Linked DNA regions of Rattus norvegicus: region 2 is linked to region 1. A link is a contact called in public Hi-C data. All regions are on one chromosome and are shown on one strand. Each heading gives the region's core, a stretch centred on a gene start, on an enhancer-like site or on the middle of the called end of the contact. The rest is flanking DNA. Distances are from core to core; before and after follow the strand shown.

The links. Hi-C and Micro-C count contacts between places; a contact is called where the count stands out from the background.
Region 2: a Hi-C map of psoas muscle shows a contact between it and region 1, with 4 times the contacts expected there. The contact joins two enhancer-like sites. A contact is called at or near these places in 2 of 12 Hi-C or Micro-C datasets (liver and psoas muscle).

The regions. Positions count from the first base shown.
Region 1 is chr17:13,209,048-13,214,656 of GRCr8, reverse strand. LOC134482818 (a long non-coding RNA gene) reads right to left here. Exons shown (of 3, transcript XR_010059395.1): 2 at 2,928-3,007. Among named protein-coding and RNA genes, the nearest start is that of Diras2, 300 kb to the right of the region's middle. Within about 2 kb of position 2,851, at least 6 of the 93 cell types and tissues checked have an H3K27ac peak or open chromatin away from gene starts, as enhancers often do.
Region 2 is chr17:13,299,803-13,305,651 of GRCr8, reverse strand. No RefSeq gene overlaps it. Among named protein-coding and RNA genes, the nearest start is that of Gadd45g, 230 kb to the left of the region's middle. Within about 2 kb of position 1,866, at least 15 of the 93 cell types and tissues checked have an H3K27ac peak or open chromatin away from gene starts, as enhancers often do.

The DNA of each region.
Region 1 (5,609 bases), core at 1,602-4,101:
TTCTTAACTTGTTCTCCCAGAAAGACTACCCAAAGTATAGGAGGAGATGCCTACAGAAACGACTTGCACTAAGCCACTGGGGCTGAGCAGGACAGGGGAACACTGCAGTGGGCCATAGTAGCCACAAAACTACCTGGACAGTGCGCCTGCTTTCCCAAGATGCTGCAAAAACTGGCTGTTGATGGCTCAATTGAGAAGTCCCTCCAGGGAGAGGGTCACAAGAACCCTGGGACAAGTTCATATGCAGGGGATGGCCTATATCTCTTTACCCTACCAAAGACATATGTGTTCAAGAATCGACAACAGCCACATCCAGAGACATAGGAAGAAAATGATTCCGTGTGTAACTCTTTCTAAAGGCCATCTCAGACCTGGGGCTGGGTTGAATGGGCCCGTGTTGGAGACCACATCGTAATGCAGATTCTTCACCTGTTCAGCTACGTCTCTATCCTTCTCATATAGTTGTTGTTTAAATAAGTTGCCTGATCTATAGACCTCTGTCTCTGAGTTCTAGGAATTCCATAGAAAGCCATCGGCTTTGATTTAAAAAAAATCCATTGTAAGAAATTGGTATTTTCTTAGGACACCCAAGACCAAGTTCTCAGCACAAAGATTTATTTACCCCAGAGGGACAAAGGGCAAAGAGAGGAGATAGAGGACAAGAGAGAAGGGGAAGGGAACAGGAAGATGGGGGCAGGGATACTTCTTCAAGGACAAAAGACTGCCTGTGGATAGAGAGGAGACAGTGGAGTATAGGCAGATAGTAGTTTATAAAGGTAAAATGAGAAACCCCTTGTTAGGATGTTAGGATGAAGTATTTAATTGGACATGTTAATTAGGTGAGCCAAGGTAGGGTGGTTGATTGTTGGACTTCGATACTTAGATAGCTAGACCTCGGTGGTCAGCCTCAGGAGGAAGTGGCCAAATAAGGGAATAGACTTTGAGGGGCTAGCTTTAGGGATGTAATCTAACAGTTTTTAGCAACATGGAGGGAATTGGGGAGAAGGGCAAGGCCTGGCAGAGTCATGCCTGTAACACTCAAGGTGGCCAGAGTCCCTACACCCACAGTGGCATGCTTTTCTTTAACAGGCTAGAATAGGTCACATATCCATTCTCTGGTGGTGACCCATGAGAAGAGTGAGTTTTCACTCTTAGATCTGTTATGTGACTTTTTCTGGGGCTATGCAGACAATGTCTTCTCACTAGATAAGACACTGACAAAACAAAGTAATTATTCCATCAAAGTCCAGCATGGCCAATCATAGAGTTTATTGTGGTTACTTACGCGGCTTCATCATGAAAAAACAAACAAACAAACAAAGCCTAGAATGTACTAAAGCTCATAAAAAGCTTCATCTTTGGACATCCCAGTGTGACTTTTCAGGCTGCTAGGTTGCTCAGCGTTTTCTGTCCCCACCAATTGTTTTCTGCTATATAAAATTTTAGTTCAGGGCCTTGTGAATCTTGTTAGTTTCAGGAACTTCCTTAAGGCTCGTGAGTTGTTAATCTTCTGAGTTTCTTGGGCCTCCTGGATCCTTCCCGGACAGACTGTTTCAATTCAGGGGGAATTGCTATACAATACAGTTAAATTGACTAAGAATGTAATGGCTGTTAGGGAATTGAGCAGAGTCACCATCACCAGGATTCAGGGAAGTCAGTGACTCACTCACAGAACTCTCCAGAAATGCCCCTGAGTTGTATCAGCATGGGACTGGAATGAACAACAGCTGCTGTTTTTGATCCCTGGTGGCACTGGACAGGAGACTATGTCGAATGCCATTCCAGCCACCTGCCTACTGGTGGGAGAGAGCAGCTGCTGGAGTAGGCACTGTTTAAAGGAAGCCTTTGCTCTGCCCAGCTGTTGCGCACGCAAACAAAACCATGTATGCACCTTCCAATTTCTAAATGTGTGGTCGCCCTCCAACTGCTTAGTTATTTCCTTTAAAACTTAAAATTGGACTGAAGGAGGTAGTTTTCTTTGCCTTTTATCTATACTGCTTCTCCTATCTACAGAATGTTATATCAAAACTCCTTCACTTTCACTAGTCTCTTTAATTTATGGGAGAGAGGGTCTCATTTCCCACAGATATTCCTCAAGGAACAACATCTGAGGTTGACCTCTGGCCTCTGCCTGTGTCTGCACACTTATGAATGTGAACCCTGACATGTGCACCTACATACATGAACATGCACACACATTCATATATATACACATACACACACACACACACACACACACACACACACACACACACACCACAAAATGTATTAAAAGGGAGAGAATTTAGAAGCTAGAGCTTTCTACTCAGTGAAAACTTTAAGGGAGTACTAGGATTTGGATTTTAGCTTTCAAGAGCCCAACTTTTGGAGGATTTTGTAACTGTGTGACACAGCAAATCCCACAGTGTAGGCCACTGATGCAGGGGATGTAATACAAGTTTCAGAAAAATAAGATGTGAGGCTATGAGGTCAAGTGTGTTCAGTTGCCCTGGCTAATAGGACAAATAGGCTTCTTTGCCAAGAGTCTGCTGAGAGCATCTTACATCTCACACACAGCAATAGCAGATACTGCTGTGTGACCTCAGAGGACCCCTGGCTGTGTATATATCCACCATTCAGATGATCCAGCAGCCCCTGACACACCAGCAGGGTACAGCCTTATGTTTAGAGAACCTAGTGTTATATAAACACTTTCAAAGTGCTTCCTGTGGCCCAGAAAGTCTCTGTTTCAGGTGTCTCTTGCTGAGTCTGAATTCAGAATGAGAAGATGTTTCTTGAGAAGGTGAGCACAGTGGCACTTTCTGGGGTTGAAGGGGACATGCAGCTAGGTGAGGTGTCAGGACTTGGTCAGATAGTTGACCCCTCTGAAACCTGACTCCCACCCCCCCACCCCCCAGGTCCCTGGTCTATCTGCCCAGAATACTTACCAGAGATTCTATTTTAGGTTTGACCTAGTTTTGTTAGCAGCCTGATCCATCAGGAGTATTCATGGTAATTGGCTGGGTACCTATGAAAATCAACAAGGGTTTTCTTCAGATATCCTCAAAGATCTACAGATAAAGTGTTTACTGAGCATGGTAAGCAATATATTATTAGCTGTGGATATTATAATTGAGTTATAGTGTGTGTGTGTGTGTGTGTGTGTGTGTGTGTGTGTATTTGACACAATCTAGGAAGTACCTAAGAAGACAGCTTGAACTAAGAAGTTTCCTAGATTAAATTGGCCTGTGGGTCACTGTCTTGACTGTTAATTAATGTAGGAGGGCCAGCTGAATGTGGGCAATATCATTCCCTAGGCCTTGTCCTGGGCCATACACGAAAGCTACCTGAGTATGATCCTGTACGAATCAACAAGTAGCAGGTCCTTCTCAGTTTTCATCCACATTGCTGCTTCAAGAGACTCTAAATGTCCCTAGACTATTATTCTGAGGAGCTTCTGTTGCAAGGTATCCATGTACCAGACATATTCCCCCAGGTTCCTGTATTGCCAGGAACTCTATCTGTGTCTGAGTTCCTCTGGGACAGTAATGGGACCCTGACTCTCTTCTCACACTTAGCACACCGTTGCATGTGGGCAAGGCTTGGTGTGCATAATCCTAGAAGCATTAGTATTAACTAGGTAACTAAAACAGTTAGGGACACACCGTATCTCTCTGGGCATTTGCTTTTAAAACTATTAAGACCTTGGGGGCTGGGGGGATGACTGAGTTAGTAAATTGCACTGTGTGAGCGTTAGGACACAAGATCGATTCCCAACAGTCTTGTGCAAAAAGCTGGATGTGGTGGCACAGCCCTTCAATCCCAGTGGTGGGGAGGTGGAAAAAAGGATCTCTGGGGGCCATCCAGCTGAACTGGAGATCTCTCTCTCTCTCTCTCTCTCTCTCTCTCTCACACACACACACACACACACACACACACACACACACACACACACACACACACACTCCCTTGGTAACTTGGATGGAAAAAGCCAAAAGGAAATAGGGAGATATTTTCAGGCAGGCAGGCATAGGGACTTGAAGGTATATTTAGGTCTCCATTCTGCCTTCTCTGGGGATCCCAGTAACAGTGACTAAAAGAATGTAGCCCTAGTGAAAGCAGCTGCCATCTTCATCAGACTGAACTGATGGTCCTTGAAGAGTACCATTCTAGCCTAAGATTTTATATACTAGGACAACATTTTCTGTCACTCCTTTTTGTGCTTGCTTTTATTTCAAGACAGGGTTTCTCTGCATAGTTCTGGTTTTCCTGGAAATCACTCTCTAGACCAGGCTGGCCTCAAACTCAGAGATCTGCCTGCCTCTTCCTATCAACTACTGGGATTAAAGGTGTGCACCACCACCACCCAGCAGGACAGATTTTCTTAAAGGATGTCTGCTTGTCGGCCTTGACTCCTAGAAATAAATTACAAAGTATCGGCACACCACCAAAGATGGCTGTTACTGGGTCATCTGAGAGCAATGCTATTGGTCACAACCTCTGTAAGAAATAAATCATCCTGGCCCATTTTCAGGAAAGGGTGTGCTCAAAGTTTACCAAAGAGTCAAAGATAAGCAGGAGGTACAAGGTCCCTCTCTATTCTAGCTGGTGACTGACATCTGTGTGTCTCAGATCTCTGAGAGTTGGGAAGTTGCAGGCAGTCTCCTATGTGACTGACATGATCAGAGGACAATCTCAAGTCCCAGTGTATCTCTTATCTTCTGAGTCCCAGTCTGTGGGAAACAGAAGGCTATGTTTCTCATGTCAAGGACTTTAAAAACCATTATCTTGTGCCCAGACATTATGTCAGTCCTTTGTGCCTTTCTTCTTGGTTGGTGTCCCTCACTACAGAGTGGCATGTTAAAAATGGGTTTATCTTCACGAGTTTTTAATCTGTAACAGAGTGAGGATCTTGTTGCCCATACCTCAGGGTTGACGGCTGAATGTCCCAATACCAGCAACCTCCTGTATCAAAGCCCCAATGCTCAATGGTATTGTGTTAGAATTAGAAACAAATTCTCTATGGGAGTCACTACATGAGATCATAAACATGTCCCTGGTACAGCAGAAGTGATTTTCTTACAAGAGATACTGAGATAGCACAGAGCTGGCTCCCACATCCTTCACATAGCCACATAGCCACAGATCCACAGATCCACATAACCACATAGCCACAGATCCATAGATCCACATAGCCACATAGCCACAGATCCACATAATCACAGATCCACACAGCCACATAGCCACAGATCCACATAGTCACAGATCCACATAGCCACAGACCCACATAGCCACATAGCCACAGATCCATAGATCCATATAGATCCACATAGCCACAGATCCACATAGTCACATATCCACAGATCTACAGATCCACAGACCCACATAGCCACAGATCCATATAGCCATATAGCCACATAGCCACAGATCCACATAGCCACATAGCCACAGATCTACAGATCCATATAGATCCACATAGCCACAGATCCTCATAGTCACATATCCACAGATCTACAGATCCACAGATCCACAGATCCACGTAGCCACATAGCCATAGATCCACAGATCCACATAGCCACAGATCCACAGATCCACATAGTCACATATCCACAGAGCCACAGATTCACAGA
Region 2 (5,849 bases), core at 617-3,116, 92 kb before region 1:
TCCACTCCAGGGTCAGCTGTCTTCCAGTCATGGGGCTGGGATGACTGATAGCTCTTGGTTTCTCGGCACACCCACAAGTCCATGCGGTTGTGACGCATAGGTGTTTTGACCACTGACACATCCAACACATCATGAAGAAGGGGGGAAAACAGAGACTCGTTGGAGTCTCTGGGTCTAACCCATGTCTTCTCTCCTGTCAATTCTGTGTCTGGGCAGACAATACAGTCAATTTTCCTGGCTGTTTCTTAATGACTACAATTTTAAAAGAATTTATTTCTGCGATGGTTTCTGTATCTGTATATATATTTGTGTGTATGTGTGTGTGTGTGTGTGTGTGTGTGTGTGTGTGTGTGTGTGTACATGCACAGAGGCCAGAAGAAGGAAGGCATTGTGTCTCTCAGAGCTGGAGTTACAAGTGTTCACCAACCTTATTACATGGGGATTGGGGATCCCAACGCTGCTGTTCCTCTGATTGGGCATCAAGTGCTCTAAGCCACCTGTCCGGTCCTAATGATTACATATCAGTGACAGCGATTCAGAAGGAGGGGTTGGTTCTCTAGGAGGAGGCTTTGCCTTAAACTCTCTGCCTGTAACAGCATTAACACATGATCAATTTGGATTGTGAGTGACATCTGATCAGCCTTTAATAAGATAGTGCTACAGGGCAGTGATGTGGTCTGAATATTGAAATGTTTCCCCACAGGCACATGTGTTTGGACACGTGGTCCCCAGCTGGTGGTTCTGTTTGGGGGAGGTTGTGGAACCTTTTGAAGGTGGAGCCTCTCTGAAGGAAGTGAGTCGCTCTGGGTGGGCCCTGGGATTTTACAAACCAGTTCCACTTCCTGCCCTGTCTCTGTTTCCTGGTCTGTCAAGATATGAGCAAACGACCTCCTGCTTCTCCTGAAAAACACTCCCCCGCCCCCAAGCGCAGTGATCAAAAAACTCCTCGAACCAGCAGCCAAAAGGGAGCCCTCCTCCCCCTGAGTTGTGTTTTATCGGGGGATTGATTGGAACAGTGAGGTGGAAACGGATGAAGTATAGTAACACCTGCATTGCTTGGCCACTGCATTTAAACTAAGTCCCAAGATGTCACACATCCCCATCAGGCCTAGATGGTCAGGCCGGGATCCCGGCTACACCACATCACGCTTCCAAATCCAGCCTTCACCTCAAGCCTTTTGCTTTTCGTATTGGGAGGCTAATTCTCCCCCATTCCTGACCCTGTAGAACTTTTCCACTTCCCGACTGCCTGTCTCTCTTGTTCTGTGATGCACGCTAAGATACCCTCTCAGAAGTCTCTCTCCACCGGGCCTGCTCTGCTGTTCTCTGAGGCATTCAGCATTCCTGGACAGAACACTGTCCTTCCATTGAGCTTGGTTTTGGCTCTCCTCCCCTTTTAGATTACGTCCCTCATCTCTTCCTTCGTCCGGTTGGTGTCTGTCATCTAGAACTATGATTGGCATGCAGCGGGCAAGAGATATTTGTCGTTAGCAAAGAAACAAGGGAGAAACAAAGTCAGCGACCATCCTCACGCCATTGAGTTGTGACGTCATGATCTGAACCCCGGTGCCTGGGTCAGGGTGAGCACTGGCATTTATTGGCTACCGTGCAGCTTCACACTCCTGGGCTTTCAGGTTATTTTCAGGTTATTTCAGGGTTACTTTCTGAAGCGCTTAGTTAGTCTTCCTGGTGGAGAAATCCATCTCGGGTTTCAAAAGGCGCTGGAGTTTCTGAGGTGGGGATCCTGGCACTTTTGACAGCTGAAACTGCAAGCTATGTTTCTCTGAGTGCAGCTGTGTGGAATTGAGCTGGGAGCGCAGCCTGCAACCATGCCCAGCCTGTGAGCCACCAGAGAACGGTGCAGGCAGCAGCCCCCGTGTGTCTTTGTGGTCACAGGATCCTGTATCTCAGAATCCAAGGTTCCTTTTCTGCACCTCATGGGAGAAGCATCTCAAACATGAGCTGGAGACTTTCCAATCGTTGCATTCTTTGGGATCCCCGCAACCCAGTTCTCGATCTCCGTGAGCTTCCCTATTTGGGATGGATCTGGGGACAGGAGTTCCTGCATGCCAGGAGCAGCTGTGTCACGGGGGAAATATTTATCCCATGCGGGTTTAATAATAGAAACCTTGCGCATCCACAGAGCTGGCCGCTAAACTTAGCTGCTGTTCTCACAACTTGCTCCTGGACGATGAGGTCGTCCACCTGGAAGGGGCTGGGGCAGAAGCATCTAGGGAATGCACTTCGGAGCCCCGGAACGCTGCCTGCCAGAGGAGGAGCCAGGGCTTCTTCCCGCTGTGACAGGGCCCACAGCAGAGTTAAAGTAAGCAGATGGCATGGCCCTCTTCACCTTGGTGGAATGAATTTTAATGGTCAAGCTGGAAAATACTTCTCAGGCCCCTCTCCCTCAGATACGTGCCCCAAACAATCTTCAGAGCAAGGTTGAAGGCGTCTCGAGAAGGGAATTAGTTGTGTCATGCAAATACCAGAAGGGTAGTCCATCTGTGTACATCTACAGAGGGCAGTGTGTGTGTGTGTGTGTGTGTGTGTGTGTGTGTGTGTGTGTGAGAGAGAGAGAGAGAGAGAGAGAGACACAGAGAGACAGAGAGACAGAGACAGAGAGACAGAGAGACAGAGAGACAGAGACAGAGAGACAGAGAGACAGAGAGACAGAGACAGAGAGACAGAGACAGAGAGACAGAGAGACAGAGAGACAGAGACAGAGAGACAGAGACAGAGACAGAGAGAGGGAATTTAACTATTTTGTTTCTTCCACTTCACCCAGCCGGAACTTTCAGGAAATTGATGGAATTTGATGGAGCATTTATAAAACACGCCTTCCTCTGCTCTGCAGGATCCTGGGCTTCTCTCACCCCATTTTCCAGGTTTTATATCTGCTCAGCATTCAGAGGTCCCTGTAAGCCAGAACCCATTTGGGTTTCCTTGGCTGGGTCTGTTTGTTGCATGGGGTGGGAGTGTGACTTCTACAGACACAGGGAGGGAAGGTGGCTCACTCTTCCACACCAAGAAAATGAGAACCGGTTTTCCAGCCTGCATCCCTCTGACTCTCAGGAGCATGCTCATGGCTCTGCTTCTACAGGGACCTTCTGGCCAAGGGATCTGGGCAGCCCTGAAGGACCCGTGGCTGGTCTAGACCCATAACAGCAATCCACTGTCAGGACACTGATACTTAGTGCTCTCTTCTTTCTCCTCGCCCTCCTCTTCTTTGTCCTCCTCCTGTCCCTCCTCCTACCCCTTCTCCTTGGCTTTTCGACTGGTCTTTCTGAGGGGTTAAACGTGGGAGCTTCCAAGTTCAATGGGTACCATAGCATCCAGGCCTGGGGTACTGACCTTAAGGGAAGACGCACAAGCAGATGCCATTTGGTATGGGCCTTGGCTTGCAGGAAGCTCACCATTTCGGCTCCTATCTCAAATCTATGGAACTGCTACTTGTGTGGGGATGTTGGTTACTGATTTTTTAAACAGACCCTCTGTACCCGAGGGCAATGGGGAGGAGCCATGTAGCCGAGCTCTCCGTGGCTGGGTAACTCCAGAGTCTCCGGTGTCAAAACTCAGGCCAAGCGTGACCCCTGAGTTTTACTCTTTCCAGTAGAAACCATGAGGTGTTAAGGCTTTGGGTGAGCTTGCGGCTCAGGCGAGCTGGGGAGAAGTGGTAGCATGTACCTGTAGCACTCTCCTGTGGCCTGCTTAGAAATGATGCTTGCCCCACCTCGCCGTCCTTGTCTAGGTACTGGGTAAGAGGAGACAGGGGCTGGAGCACAGTTTTAAAAAGCCATTTCCTTTAGTGTTTTAGAGAAATGTTTAACAGACAAGCTTGCACTAAGGACTCGGGATAGAGACAATGTGACATTCTCCCCAGCAAACATCAGGTCACCAGTGACTTTGACTCTTGTCCTAGGTACACACTGGCTCTGCATGTGCTCACCGGTATGTCTCCCTTACCCTTCCACTCCTTCATAGTAGAAAAAGAATAAAGAGATCCAGGACCTCAACTGGCTTCACCTGATCTGAATGGGGCCTGAGTGCCCATCTCTGTTGCAGGCTGTGACCTGGCCACCCAGAGCCTCTCCTCTCCTGGCTGAGCTAGCCCTCTGAGCCTCAGGAAGGAGGAATGAGTGTTTACCATTCGTCTCCCTGAGAGAACCCATGAACAGGGAACCCTGTCACAAACGAAACCAGAAACATGGAGTGGCATGGAGCGCATAGGAGAAGGCCTTACTTCTCACAACCAGGTGATACCAAGGTCTAGATACCAGGCAGTCCCCATGTGGATGTCAGAAGTGTCTCCTGACGCTGCCGCTCTTCCGACTCTCTGTCTGTACTCATAAGGAGCCATTTTTCTGTCTTTCTTTCCTGTCTCAGTGAAGCTAATCCATGCTCAGACTTGAAACATGGGGAAGAAAAGTAGGGACTGAACACAGAAGGGTCACCTTCCCTCTCCTCCCCTGTCCCCAGGCCCACCCAGGGACAATGTCTTAGAAGGCTTTCTCTGCTGGCCTCCCAGGACCCCATCTCTTCATAACAGTCATGGTTCATCTCTTTCTCTGTGTTTGAAGACACTCATTCTTAGGCTGGAGTGAGATAGCCCAGTTGGTTAAAGTGCTTGCTGTGCAAACATGAGGACCCGAGTTTGGTCCCCAGAACCCATGTGAAAGAGACCAGATGCGGTGAACTTGTACTCTCAGGTCTGGGAAGGCGACCTAGGTGATCGCTGTGGCTCGCCGACAGGTCAGTCTAGCCCACTTGGTACGTTCTAGGCTCCGTGGAAAGACTGTCTCTAAAAGAGAATGGATAGTGGCTGAGGAATGATATCCAGGGCTGATCTCTGGTCTCCACCCTCACGTGCACATATGTGTTCTCTCTCACACACACATGTACACCCTATGAAAACACATACACACACACAGAGAGAGACATGTGTACACAAATAAGACACTATTTTCATTAAATTTTGGAACACAACCCCCCTCATCTATTTGAAGTAACCCTCTTGTATTTCAACCTTGTTCTCACGAGACACACGTTCTGCTGTTTGTGCCTTGAGTGTGTACGGGACCCTGTAGTGCTGACTTGTCTCAATGCACACAGTAATAGAACGCGTATGCTTTTGTGCTTGTTTGTTCTCTTCCTTTCTAAGGAGAGTGTTTCTCCTTTGTGATTTCAGTTACCACTGGCCAACTGAGGGCTGAACATATTAAATGGAAAGTTCTAGAAATGGGGGCTAGAAAAATGGTTTGGTGGTTAAGAGCATTTACTATTCTGGCAGTGAACCTGAGTTCAGTTGCGAGCATCCATATCGGGTGACTTATGACCAACCACTTACAATCCCGGTTCTAGGGGAGCCAATGGTCTCTTCTGGATTCTGTAGACCGGCACATATGTGGCATACACATGTAGACATGGTTAAACATAAAATAAAAATCTGAGAAGAAAAATGTTAGAAATGAAGGGGCCATGTCTTAAACTCCATGCTCTTCTGAGTAGAATGATGGACTCTGACAGGGTCTTATTCTGTTCTGACCAGGATTGGAAACACTCTCTTCCCAGTGATGCCTCACGGCATACACTACCTTCTCTTGCGTACACATAACACTTCTAAAAAAATAAAAGAAAAAAAGAGAGGAAGGTGAGAGGAAGGAAGGGTATGGGGATGTGTGTGTGTGTGTGTGTGTGTGTGTGATGGTTTGTATATGCTTGGCCCAAGAAGTATCACTATTAGAAGTGGCCTTGTTGGAGTGGGTGTGGCCTTGTTGGAGTGGGTGTGGCCTTGTTGGAGTGGGTGTGTCACTGTGAACGTGGGCTTTAAGACCCTCATCCTAGTTGCCTGG